3 separate regions of the Mus musculus genome follow, and regions 1 and 2 are each linked to region 3. Evidence: chromatin contacts called from public HiChIP or PLAC-seq and promoter capture Hi-C data. All regions are on one chromosome and are shown on one strand. Each heading gives the region's core, a stretch centred on a gene start, on an enhancer-like site or on the middle of the called end of the contact. The rest is flanking DNA. Distances are from core to core; before and after follow the strand shown. Region 1 has its middle 9.9 kb from the start of Gm52782. Region 2 holds the start of Fam53a (family with sequence similarity 53, member A). Region 3 holds the start of Fgfr3 (fibroblast growth factor receptor 3).

Region 1 (4,027 bases), core at 336-2,835, 95 kb before region 3:
ACCCAAGAGTGACTTCCCCAGGCCTCCAGCTGAGGTCCCACCCAGGCAAAGGCCACTGGAATTCCCTAGGAATGATCTTGGATTCTTGGGCAGCACTGCAAGGCTTTTCTATTTACCTAGGGTCCCTATCAGATAAAAACTACACAGGACAAAGATGTGGTTAAGAACCCTCTTCTCACAAGCCCTGACTCAGAGGCCTAAGGTATCTGTCACTGGGGTCCAGTTGTTACTTCCAGGTACAAACCACCAGCCCAGAACAGCTATAGACCCCATCTTTCACCAAGGACACTCCCTAGGGTGATAACCCATCAGAGCTCTTGAGACAGCCAACATCCAACACTGGGTATCGTTCAGAAAAACTACACCTTCTTCCAGCTCTTAGGTGAGAGACTACTTTTTGTTCTAATTTTTAAAAAAAGATTTATTTTATTCTTAATAGGTTATAGCGGTACATGCCTTCAACCCCAACATTTGGGAAGCAGGGACAAGCAAGTTTCTGTGAGTTTAAGGCCGGCCTGGTCTTCAGTGCTTGTTCCAGGAGACCCAAGGCTGTCAACATAGAAAAATTCTGTCTTGAGGAAAAAAAAATATTTTATGTGTACGCGTATGGGTATCTATATAAGAGTGCAGGTGCCAGAGGAGGCCGGAGGTTCTGGCATCTAAAGCTGGAGTCATGGGCTGCTCTCAGCCACCTGTTGTGGGTGCGGAGAACTCAACTGAGGTCTTCTGTAAGAGCTATATACAATCTTAACCACTCAGCCATCTCTCTCGCTGTTTATTTTTATTTTTTAATTTTACACATATGACTGCTTTGCCTGCCTGTATGTAATTGTGCCATGTGCATGCCTGGTACCTGCAGAAGTCAGAAGAGGTTGTGTAGAAATAGAGTTAAGATGGTTGAGGACCATCATGTGGGTGCTGGAAATCAAACTCCAGTCCTGTGCAGTCCTCCTTCCTTTTCATTTGCTCACTTGTTTTGTTTGAAGACAGTCTCACTATGTAGCCTAGGCTGGCCTCTAGCGCTCACACATTCCAGGGCTGAGATCACAGATAAGCCCAGCAGGCCTGTCCCCAAAGTCTTCTGTGATACCCTTCTAGTCTTAGCTGGATCCCCGCTCTAGGTGTTCATCTTCAGGTAGTTTTACCTTTGGATTTAGACAGCTGGTTTCCTCATTGTTGGTTTCTTAGACTGCACAACTGAAAGTTAGTGGTTTACAATTGTAAGGATGGAGCTCCAGAACCTGGGTGGGGCTTTCCTGCTGCTTCCCAGCTACCTGGTGGTTACCTACAATCTGCAGCTCCTGTGAACATCATGACCTCTGCTTGTGTTTTCATGCGGCCTTTTCTAGTCTGTCTATCCCTGATTCTGATTTTTCTTCTGATGACTACAGTAGCCTACATCTGCCAGGGCCTTAATTTCCAAGTAAGGTCACAATGACAGGTTCCCTGGTTAATTATTGAAAATACCTTTGAAGGAACACAATTACACAATTCAAACCCATGGTTAGTCAGGATGTTGGGACTCTGTAGAGTTGTGGCCATAATCAGTATTGTTTCTCTAGGCCCCAGAGGAAAGGGTGACAGATAAGGGCCACACCCCGCAAGCTCTAACTCTTGCCTGCCTGTTCTTACTAGAAGAAGGGTCTGGTATGTGCCATCCCAGACACACAAAGTATGCTCACTTTTCTCAAGCACGTGGCCTGAACAGTGTAGGGCACAGACAGGCCAAGCAGCAAACTCCTTCAGTTTGGTTAAGGAATAATGGAGAAAGGCCTATGAGATGTGAGGACACCCACCAAGCCACAAGAACAACTTAAGGATAAGTGGGGACCTTAAGGGAACAGCTCTAGCCGTGCTAATGAATCAGTCTCCTACACAGGTCCCACCACAGGGGTTCCACCGATTTCAGGCATTACCATTTATGGTCTGCTCCACCCATCACCTGGCCACACCCTTTGAGAGAGTGAAGAACAGTTCTTTCAGGTCAAACTGTGTGTGGGCATTCCCCGCGGCCCACTCACTGTTTGATTTTGCAGTGTTGGATTACTTCAAAGAAGGGAGCCTGGGCCTAGCTCCCCTGCTCTGTCCACAGAATTGCCACAAGCTCAAGGATCAAATCAGAGCAGGGCCTGGGACCAGCACTGCCCACTCAGTCTGTTTTGCTTAAGAAATGGAGTTCAGGGCTGGTGACTGCTCTTCTAGAGGTCTTGAGTTCAAATCCCAGCAACCACATGGTGGCTCACAACTATCTGTAATGAGATCTGATGCCCTCTTCTGGGGTGTCTGAAGACAGCTACAGTGTACTTACATAAAATAAATAAATTAATTTAAAAAAAAAAGAAATGGAGTTCAATGCTAAAATAGCACTTCTTTTTTTGTTTGTTTGTTTGTTTGTTTTTGTTTGTTTGTTTGTTTGTTTGAGACAGGGTTTCTCTGTGTAGCCCTGGCTGTCCTGGAACCCACTTTGTAGACCAGGCTGGCCTCAAACTCAGAAATTCGCCGCCTCAGCCTCCCAAGTGCTGGGATCAAAGGTGTGCACCACCGCGCCCAGCTTGCACTTCTTGAGGCAGAGGCAGGCAGATTTTTGAGTTCCAGGCCAGCCTGGTCTACAGAGTGAGTTCCAGGACAGCCAGGGCTACACAGAGAAACCCTGTCTCGAAAAACCAAAAGAAAAGAAAGAAAGAAAGAAAGAAAGAAAGAAAGAAAGAAAGAAAGAAAGAAAGAAAGAAAATGACAGGGAGTTAAAATCCATACTAGCAGAAGGAAGATAACTAAGCCCCTCCTAATCTATGTGCTGTGAGCCACATTTTTCCAGACTAATGAGTAGCTTCAAACATTGAGTCCAAAAATTGAGATGGCTGGCCTGTGGATAGTGATTCAGATCACCCAGCCTGCCCCTCCCCTACCCCATCCAGGGCAGATTCCTGTGTTGCTCTTGTTTGGTTAGTTTCATTTTTGTTGTGTTTTATATTTTATTACATTATATTCAGTGCGAGTGTGCGTGTGTGTGCATGTACACTATGGCGAGCATGAGGAGGAGGTCAGAGGACAAGTAGAAGGAGGCAATCATCCCTTCTATTTGGGTCCCGGGAACTCTGGTGCTCAGGTACCTTTATCCATTGATCTCTCTTGGCCCTTGGTTTGTCTTTTAAGACAGGGTCTCACTATGAAGCCTTGGCTGGTCTGGAACGTACTCAGTAGACCAGGTTAGACTGGAATGCAGAGATCCACGTGCCTCAGTTCCTCAAGTGCTGGGGTTAAAGACTAAGCATCACCACCACCCAGCTCTTCTCTCTTAAATGTGTTTATGGGGATGGAGAGATGGCACAGTGGCTAAGTCACATACTACTCTTGCTGAGGACCTAAGTTCAGTTCCCAACACCCACGTCAGGCAGCTCACGACTGTCTGAAACTTACTGGAGAACCTAACACCTCTGCCTTCAAGGTACAGAGACACACATAAACATAACTGAAAATAATCAAAGTAGCCAGGCAGTGGTGGTATGTTAATCCCAGCCCTCAGGAGACAAAGGTAGACAGTTCACTGTGAGTTCATAGTCTACAGAGTGACTGGGTTATAGGACAGCCAAGGCTACATAGAGAAACATTATCTCAAAACAACAATAAAGATGGAGAATCTTCATGAGCTCAAGGCCAGTATGGTCTACATACTGAGTTCCAGGACAGCCAGGAATAGAGAGAGAGACCTGCCTCAAAATAATAATAATAATATAAAAATTATATTTATTTAGCATGTGTAAGAGTGTGCACACGCGTCACAGAATTCATATGGTGGTCAAAGGACATCTTGTAGAAGTCAGTTCTCTGTAAACCGTGAGTTCCCTAGACAGAATTTAGGTCATCAGTCTTAGCAGCAGACACTGTATCCACTGTGCCATCTTGCTGGCCCAGGAGCATCCATGTTTTCCATTAATTTATTTATTCAATTTATATACCAATGTAAGCCCCTCTTCCCCTCCCAGTCCCCTCTCATATAGCTCCTGCCCCTGCTTCCTCCCCTTCACCT
Region 2 (4,163 bases), core at 820-3,319, 92 kb after region 3:
CAATGTCCAGCAGCCTGAGGCCTTTCTTCAGGCCACCTTCCTCATCCTAAGCACTGTGACATCTAGACCCTGTGCTTAAGTGTGGTGGGATATGCTAGAGTCTGGCGGCGATTTGGGCATATTATATCTAGTGGTTGGGATTGCTGAGGTGTGTTGGGGTAAGTAAGCTGTTGTGGACCAAAGTGAGCTAGGGTCTGCTGGGGTGAGTTAAGGTGTGTTCCTCTGGCACCCATTGTTGAAACTGCACCAGCAAACTCATGTACTAGAGTCGTCCGGGCTGTCCCCATGCTTGTAGTAGTATACCACTGAGTAGTGGAGGTTTGGAGTTAGGCCATCACTGTCTTTCCCCTTCACATGGCCCACTGAGGTACACATAACATTCTCAGGGAGATGGAGGCAAGCATTGAGGAGACAGGCTGGTGACATTGCTATTCTTTGTCATGGAGGGAAAATGGCCCCTTGGTGGAGTAGCAGCCTAACTGTGAACCAAGGATGATTTTAATATCTTCCCTTGGCTGGTTACCTTTGGGACATGATAAACACTGATACTGGCACCTGTCCTCAGCATCACCAGTGTGGTTTATGTGGGACTATCAGACATTGGGTGAAATCCCACAGCTGGCTTGCAAGCCATTCTCTGCAATCTGATCTGTGGGAGAGTTTGAAATACTTTCTGGTTTTATGTGAATTCATCAACTCCCTGAAAATTACCCTAAAAGGGCACACACTGAAAGCCTTTAGGAATTACTCAAATACAGCTGAGCTGTGTGGCGTATGTAACTTAATCAGCTGCAGGGCTTGGGAAACACAAGGTGACCGTGGTGATTTGAGAAGGCCACCATTGGTCCAGATCTGCCCAGGGAGAGTGTGGTTGAGGACTGTTCTGGGCAGAGTTCCTCTTAGGCACAGGTGCCTGCCAGATGTCTCAGTCCTTATCTGGCTCCTGCCTGCTGTGATCCAGGTCGCAAGTCCCCTGTCCTCAAGAAACCTGGAGGAGGAAATGAAAGGTCTGTCGCAGGTGATGCAGCAGGTGAGGGCACTCATTCTAGTTGATCTTGGCCTCCCTTGGCTGGGCCTCTGAGCCTGTACAGAACTGGATTTACCAGACCCATAACGTGGTGGCCAGGGCCCAGACTTCTGGTGTGCCCCAGGAATACCCAGTGGCTTTCTAATGTCTTCCTTTTTAGGTCTTATTCCAGATGAGAACTATTCCATTTTCTACATCAAGTAGCTGTACCTAACCCTGCAACATTTTTTAAAATTACTTTTTGTTGTTTGGGAACAAGGTTGTCTAGGGATTACAGGCTTGTGAAATTGCAGCCTATTCCTAGCCAAGTCGGCAGGCGGTTTCATTTTGCTGCGCCTGGCCTCTAGCACCCTGAGAAGTGCTCCACCCCAGTCACACCCACCTGCAGAGCAGCTTTCCTTCACAGCACCGGTACCCAATGCACAAAAGTGCCTTCCAGTCACACGGTAGGTCCAGAAATGAGACTCCCAAAGGGAAGGGTCCTGCCCAAAGGCACATTACCAGCAAAGGACAGGAGAAGCTGGGCATTGGTGGCGCCTGTCTTTAATTCCAGGGCTCGGAAGACAGAGGCAGAAGGATCTCTAGGAGTTCGAAGCCATCCTTGTCTACAGTCCGAGCTTCATACTGAGATTTTGCTATAAAAGAAAGAAAGAAAAAGAAAAAAGGCAGGGAGATGAAGGTGGTCACATCGGACTTTGGAATCCGGGAGCCTATAGGTACCACTACCGGCCTTCGATGCCCCGCGGACACCCGAAGGTTAACGTCACACCCGGCGCGGGCCAGCTCGCACAGGGGGGCGGGGCCAGCAGCGGCGCACGGTACCCGTAGGAGGGAAGTGAGAGGAAACGGGGGCGGGGCGTCACGAGGCCACACCCACAACACGCCGGGCAGTGACGTCGCCCGCCTAGCGGTGCGGCTGAGGGTTGATTGCTTGCGGCGGCTTCCGCGGGCGGGTGCGCGAGCGGACGGCTGACGGCTCGGGGCGGTGGTAGCGGCGCGGCGACCAATGAGGGCGTCCGGAGGGGGCGGGGCGTCGGCTGCGGTTTTGTTCCGCGGTGACTGAGGCTCACCGTCCCCATGCGCGGAGCGCGGCCTGCGCGGCCGGCGCCCTGCCCCAGCTACGGAGCTCGGTGCTCACTCGCCTCGCGGAGAGTGCTCTGCGCCGTCGTTCGCCTGCTCATCGCTAAGAGCTCCAGCCACCGCAACGCCGTGTCCTTGCGCTGCGATCCCGGAGTCTCCGTACGTCGGCCGGCGCCGCGCAGCCGCACGTCGAGAGCCGGGTGCATCGGCACAGCGCGCGGAACACCCTCTAGGGCCAGCCGGCGTCTCAGCACCTTAAGGTCCCCGCGCGCCCCGGGCCCAGCACTGTCCTCGTGTCCCGTGTCCCCGACATCCTAAGGTCCTCGGGGACCCAGCATCTGAAAGAACCCTGGGCCCCAGCTCCCTAGAGTCCCCTGGGCCCCAGCTCCCCGAACTCGTGGCGAGTCCGGGGACCCCTCCAATTAGGCCAGGCCCCAAGCATTCTGTTGTGCGCGCTCCTGCACGCCAGGCGGTAAGGCCTGCCCGCTGCGCCTGGGGCGCGCTGCCACTTGTTGAATCACTTTTCATGTCGACTTTGAGACCTGTTGTCGCCATGCTGAGTCCGTGGGCCCGTGAACCCGCTGTTGTTGAGACTCAGTGATTGTTATTTTGTATTCAGGAAGCAGGAAGTTTGACGAGATATGATGGTCCCTTAAGGGAATCCCAAGAGCAGATCCTCCCCAACGACCTGTGGAAGGTGACTTGGAAGTCTATTCCGAAGCCACTTTCCTGCGTAGACTGAGGGTGTGTAAGTCCCTTTAAGACTTCCTGTGTGGAGGATGGGATGTGCGATGTTCACAATGTATTTTACCGCTCCGAATGCTATTGCCTTTGTACATTAGTCTTAATTACAGATCTGTGATCTATCACTCCAAATTAAAATCACTTTAATTTTTTGCACTTCAAGGTATTTAATCATTAGATATATCTTTAAGTATGAATCTAAGCTTATTCTAACCCTCCAGCCCCACTACTTAAGTTTATAATGATGTTTCAGCTCTGAGAATTTTGAAGATGGACTAGTTTGACTTGAAAGGTGTACTTTAGTTTTTACATTAAGAAATTTGACTTGTGCTCACTGATGCTGCTGCTTCAAATACATATTTGGTCATCTTAGGAAAGTGGGTCTTGGAAGGGAAGTTCAGCATCTCAGAACAAGGTAGGACCGAGGATAGTTTTTCCAAATTCTGAATATTACGCCAAGGTGGAAATTGAAATTGATTAGGAAGAGTAGATGGACTTTGCTGTTTTGGTTAGTGGTTGGTCGTTCTTTCTGATGACTCCTCTGGCACCTGTTCTCCTCTTTACGTCTCTTTGTTTAGTGAGCATAGCAAGCCCGGTCCCTTCTCATGGCCTGATAAATGATTCTGCTTGCTGTCCCTGGAGCTTAGATCTTGGTTCTGGAACTTTTTCCTCTGGTGTGTGAGCTTGTGGCTTGGACTGGAGCCATACCAAGTCACATGGCCTTTCAGATCTTCCCCTAGGTTGGATTTGGCAACCGTAAAAGAGAGAATTTTAGTTGCTACTCTTGAGACAGAAGATGCTGAACAATCCTTTTTTTTTTTTTCCTTTTTAAATTAAAACACTTGTTTCATGGGTGTGGGTGACTGTTTTGCCTGATTGTGTGTCTTCATCACGTGCATGCTTGGTGTCCTTGGAGGAGGGAAGAGAGTGGTGGTCCCATAGGACTGGAGTTACAGGAGTTTATGAGCCATCATGTAGTTCCGAGGGATCTAATACAGTCCTCCGCAAGAGTAGCCAGTGCTCTTAACCAGTGAGCTAACCCTGTAGCCCAAACAATCTTCTTTTCCCTTTCTTTTTCTTTTTCTTTTTCTTTTTCTTTTTCTTTTTCTTTTTCTTTTTCTTTTTCTTTTCCCTTTCTTTTTCTCTTTCTCTTTCTCTTTCTCTTTCTCTTTCTCTTTCTTTTTCTTTTTCTGTTCTTCAGGACATGGTTTCTCTGAGAACCATCTACCCCTGCCTCTGCGGTGCTGGGACTAGAGGTGTGGACCATCACTGCCCAGCTTCCTTTTTTTTAAAAGTAGTTGTACTTCCAACT
Region 3 (4,381 bases), core at 593-3,092:
AAAAAGAAAGAAAGAAAGAAAGAAAGAAAATGACATTGTTCCAGGAGGCTGCAGCCGCTGGAGAGAGGGGCGCGGGGGCGCCGGGAGGGGCACACCGCCATCTGCCTCCTCCCGCTGCGCCCGCCGCACTCGCACCTCCCCGAGAGGCCGCGCCGCCATCAATGCGCGGTTTGTGGCCGCCGAGGTACAAAGGAGCGGCTGTTCGGGCCTCAGCTCGGGTGGGGCGACAACTTACCGAGCGAAAGCCTCCCTTCGCGCGGCCTCCCGCCAGACCGCTGCTCTGCTTTGCCACGCTGCCACCGGGCACAGCCGGGGGCCGCGCGCGTCGCACCTCCGGGCAACCAAGGGACGCAGAGCGGACCGTGGCTCCCTTTCGCATCCTTGGCCTCCGGGCCCCGTTTGAGGGCATTCAAGTGTCCCATCGGACTTTGGTGGCCAGCGGGACTACCTAGGCGGCGCCAAGATCCTGGGACAACCGCCCCTCATCTCCCAGCGTGCGGCCTGAAGGGCAGTCTGTGCGCGCCCCTGGGAACCGACCCCTCAGGCCGCCTACAGGATAAGAGGGGAGCAGCCGCACTGAAGCTGTCACCTTGTCATGCGAAACCCTGAAGCTGAGCTTTGGCTGGGATACTACTATCCACCCCGCAACGTCCAGCCTTCCTTTAGCTGAAGCAGAGGAAGAACTGTTCCGGGAGAACGGCTGAATCAATAACAGGCATTTTTCCTCCTCTCAAATTCGAGAAGCAACAATAGGAATCGTGGGAAGTCAGCTCGCGCGCCTTCCCAACGCCCCTCTGCCTGGGACCACCGTCACGGGCACCGGTCCACGTGACGCCTCGCACTTGGGTGGTGGCTCCCAGCCTACAGACACCCCTATAAACTGCCGCGTCCGAGCTGACAGCGATCTGCGGGGCAGGGGACAAACCTCGGCGCACTAGCCCCTGTGGTGCTAATCAACCCGACGCCCCTTCCTCACCCAAGGGCTGTTCACCATTGCCAAAGCCCCTGTGATTCAGGGCCGGCCCCCAGAAGAACACCTTGGGTCAGTCCTTACCTGCCGCTCTCCGCACAACTCGCTGCTCTGGACCAGGAGGCTCGGAAGTAGCTCCAGCCACGACCGCCACGCAGAACACTAGCACGCAGGCCGGGACTACCATGGCTCCAGAGCGGGGGCCGCGGCGTCCTCAAGCAGCGCGCGCGGGCATGCTGCAACCCCCCACGCCCGGCTCCGGCGCCGGTGGGAGAACGCCTCTGTGGAGACTACAGGAGGAGAGCACTGAGTTACTCCGGAGGGCAGCGGGGAAGCGCGGCCTCGCTCCTGAACCCCGACCCCCGGCCGCCCCGCCCGCCGACTCCTAGCTCTCTCCCGGGCTGCCTGGCGCCGGCCGCCTCCTCCCAGCCGCGGTTCCTCCCTCCTCCTTCCCTCCCTGGTTGCCGCAGAGCCCTCCCAGGACGGAGGCAGTAGCCGCAAACTTTCCAGAGCGGGAAGCCCGCGCCTTGCCCCGGCCTCGCCGCACTTACGAACCGCTCCACTTCCCGCATATCTCACCCCCTGACTGCTTCTGAGCCCGCCCGGAACCTCCGAGTGCCAGCCGAGTCCTTCACACTAACCTGGCGGCCGCTAGAGCCCAACTCACCACGCGCGGCTCCGTCTCTCGGCCCGCTTTTCCAGGGTCTCCTCTGTCCCAGTGGCCGGCCGCCCACCACTGAGTCCCCCCGCCGGAGTGGATCGCACGGCGCCAGCTGCTCCCGCCACCCCCGCTGCCACAGTGCACTGAACTGGGGCTGCCCGGCGCGCAGCAGCCCGGGCGGGGGTTGGGGGGTGCTCCCGCCACGCCCCGAACACTCCCCTTCCCCGGCGGCCAGGGGGCGGGAGATCCGAAGAGGCGTGGTCAGGCGGGGGCGCCGGGCGGTCCCAGAGGGCGTGGGAGCCCAGCTGGGGCGGAGCAGGCGAGGCAAGGGTCGCACGCTCGACCCCTTGAAGCAATGCCGAGCTCAGGACTGTCTACCAGCACGCTTCTCCCTCCAATAAAGCTGTGCTCAAGGGCTCAGAAGGTTGACTTCGGTGGGGGTCTAGGTGTTAGGGCGTCTTCACAGTGAACTGGCCCCCTGAGCTGAATGAACCCTGTGCAAAGAGCACTAAATCCTCAGGTACAAAGCCTGACAGTTCCAGGAAGACAAATACAAATACGTGTGAACAGGTCTTCCAGTGAAGGATGGAGCAGAGTTTACATGATGAAAGACCCAGGGATTGCACCCTAGAAAAGACGGACACGCTGCTGTATTTATCAAACTAACCAGCTGCCTGCATCCTGCTCAGGAACGATGTCCACACTTCCCCAAGAACACACAGGTTTTGGAAGAAACTTACCCAGCCTCTCGGAATAGCGAGAAGAGCTGGGGATACAAAGCAGGGGAGCCTGCCCTACCCTAAGGCTGCCTGAACTCCAACCTATGGATGTCCTAGCACAGCACGCCCATCATGTGGGACACATTCCATCTGGGGAGTGTCACAATGACAGCTGGTCCCTGGAGGATCAGCCTGGTCACCCCATCATGCTGGCAAGCTGTAGGTCCTGCCTGGCAGAACTTCTGTAACAGCAACCACCCTGTGACTGATGGCCTCTCTACCCTCACAAGGCAGGGAACCTTGTCTCACTTTCAGACAAGTTCCACAAGGTCTGATGAAGCCTATGGGAGCCAGATACATGGGGACCTGGCTCAGTGCTTCTGCCCAGTCTGGCTGTATGTGGCTTGAAGAACTTAAAACTGCTCATGGGGGGGGTGGGGGGGGGAATGGCTCGTGGGTTACGAACACCTTTCACTGGCTTACTCATCACCCTTATCTTTCCCAGATAGCTGAGCAGGGAAAGCCCTGGCCCCAGAACCCTCATGCTCTCATCCCTGTGTGTCCACCCTAGAGCTGGGCAGCTCTGCCTACTGTTACTCCTGCTCTGGCCAAGGACCCCTCCCTGCAGACTGGCTAGAATCCAGTCCTGGGTTCCCATGGCACCCCCAGGCAGCTGCCCACAGGTCCTCTCCCAGGATGCCACCCCAGGGGGTCATAGCAGACATTCTCCCCTAATCTATTGGCAGATTAGTTATCAGTAAATGAACCAGAATGTGAGCTCTGACCCCTATTTCCACGCCCTTCGTCTGGAGGATTTATCAGAACCCTCCACACTCTGTAACTGGGAGCTGAGCATCCATCCAAACAGCAATACTTCTTTATTTCTGAGATGACCTCCTTGTTAGAAATACCCAGTCAGGAATCTCAGGCCAGTGTTGGTTGTTCTCTGAACCCCATGGCCCAACAGACCATCTCTCTCAAGCTACCTTGTTTTCCAATGGGCTACACATGCAGGAAAGAGGACTCTAAGCAGGGTACTCCCACTCCTCTGATCCTCCCCCAACCCTGTGGCCTTACACTGGCCAGCTCTTGTAGACCCCTGCTCAACTGCAGCAGTGGGGGGGGGGGAATCAGCCCCCTTCATTAAAAATGAGCTGTGTGGTGTTCACAACTATTCACAACTTGTATTCCTTTTTTTTTTTTTTTTTTTTTTTTGGTTTTTCGAGACAGGGTTTCTCTGTAGCCCTGGCTGTCCTGAAACTCACTTTGTAGACCAGGCAGACCTTGAACTCAGAAATCCGCCTGCCTCTGCCTCCCGAGTGCTGGGATTAAAGGCGTGGGCTACCACGCCCGGCTACAACTTGTATTCCTGTATTGAGCCGACTTCCAGATTAAAATCTGGTTGTCTTAAATTTACTTTTTCAATTCAGGACAACAGAAGTCTGAGGTCAAGTTGGGCTGGCTGTGGGCCCTGAGTAGGCTTCTTCCTGCCTGTTATAACTCTGGGGCCTGCAGGCATCCATGGCTTACGGTCATCTCAGTCTAGTCTCTGCCTCTCCCTTCCCATGGCTTCTGTGCCTTTTCTATCCTCCCCACGTCTCCTGTCCTGCATAAGGACACTTGTGGTTGGATTTAGAGTTGTTCATAAAGTGAAGATGGTCTCACCTCAAGCCTCTTCCCATCGTTATGCTTGCAAGACTCTTTTTCCAAATAAGGTCACATTTGTGGATCCGGGAGATAGCACAGAGACCTGCCTTTGGGGGAGCTACCTTCTGCCCACTACACACCTGGCAGTTCCTGGTCCCTTGACATCATGTACATCCTGATATGGCCTGGGTGTTAATAGACTTTCCAACATGGCTGCCACTGTCTGGTGGCCCTTACATCAAAGGGGCATAGCATTTCTAAGACTCCACTGATTCTGCAGGAGCTAATGTCAACATGATCCCTGTGTTCAGCCCGAGTAGCCGCAGCTCACTTGCCTTGCCCTTGATACCGGGATGTAATTCCTGGAAGGATGGTCTGTTTTCA

Evidence for each region. HiChIP or PLAC-seq counts read pairs in DNA pulled down with a chosen protein or histone mark. Capture Hi-C pulls out chosen DNA fragments and counts their contacts.
Region 1: a contact with region 3 is called in an H3K27ac HiChIP or PLAC-seq map of extraembryonic endoderm stem cells. The contact joins the enhancer-like site here to the promoter of Fgfr3 in region 3. A contact is called at or near these places in 2 of 39 promoter capture datasets (embryonic stem cells and neural stem cells), 1 of 15 datasets of contacts at CTCF or cohesin (CD8 T cells), 9 of 484 Hi-C or Micro-C datasets (the HL-1 cell line, LSK cells, embryonic stem cells and 3 more), 9 of 115 datasets of contacts at active chromatin or transcription factors (the SCID.adh cell line, cardiomyocytes, effector CD8 T cells and 5 more) and 2 of 9 other capture datasets (adipose tissue and pancreatic islet).
Region 2: a contact with region 3 is called in a promoter capture Hi-C map of pancreatic islet. The contact joins the promoter of Fam53a here to the promoter of Fgfr3 in region 3. A contact is called at or near these places in 1 of 15 datasets of contacts at CTCF or cohesin (the NIH/3T3 cell line), 16 of 484 Hi-C or Micro-C datasets (the HL-1 cell line, the HPC-7 cell line, LSK cells and 8 more), 7 of 115 datasets of contacts at active chromatin or transcription factors (embryonic stem cells, fibro-adipogenic progenitors, intestinal villus epithelium and 2 more) and 4 of 9 other capture datasets (adipose tissue, embryonic stem cells, liver and 1 more).

Annotation. Positions count from the first base shown.
Region 1 is chr5:33,814,124-33,818,150 of GRCm38.p6, reverse strand. No RefSeq gene overlaps it. Among named protein-coding and RNA genes, the nearest start is that of Gm52782, 9.9 kb to the left of the region's middle. Within about 2 kb of position 1,585, at least 9 of the 459 cell types and tissues checked have an H3K27ac peak or open chromatin away from gene starts, as enhancers often do. A contact at or near this core is called in extraembryonic endoderm stem cells, where this site is marked.
Region 2 is chr5:33,627,541-33,631,703 of GRCm38.p6, reverse strand. It overlaps Fam53a (family with sequence similarity 53, member A), which reads left to right and starts at 2,069. Exons shown (of 6, transcript NM_178390.3): 1 at 2,069-2,367; 2 at 2,727-2,851. It also overlaps Gm9903.
Region 3 is chr5:33,719,185-33,723,565 of GRCm38.p6, reverse strand. It overlaps Fgfr3 (fibroblast growth factor receptor 3), which reads right to left and starts at 1,842. Exons shown (of 18, transcript NM_008010.5): 1 at 1,638-1,842; 2 at 1,055-1,260. The coding sequence starts at 1,157. RefSeq lists enhancers at 1,372-1,430, 1,261-1,637 and promoters at 1,793-1,997, 1,157-1,997.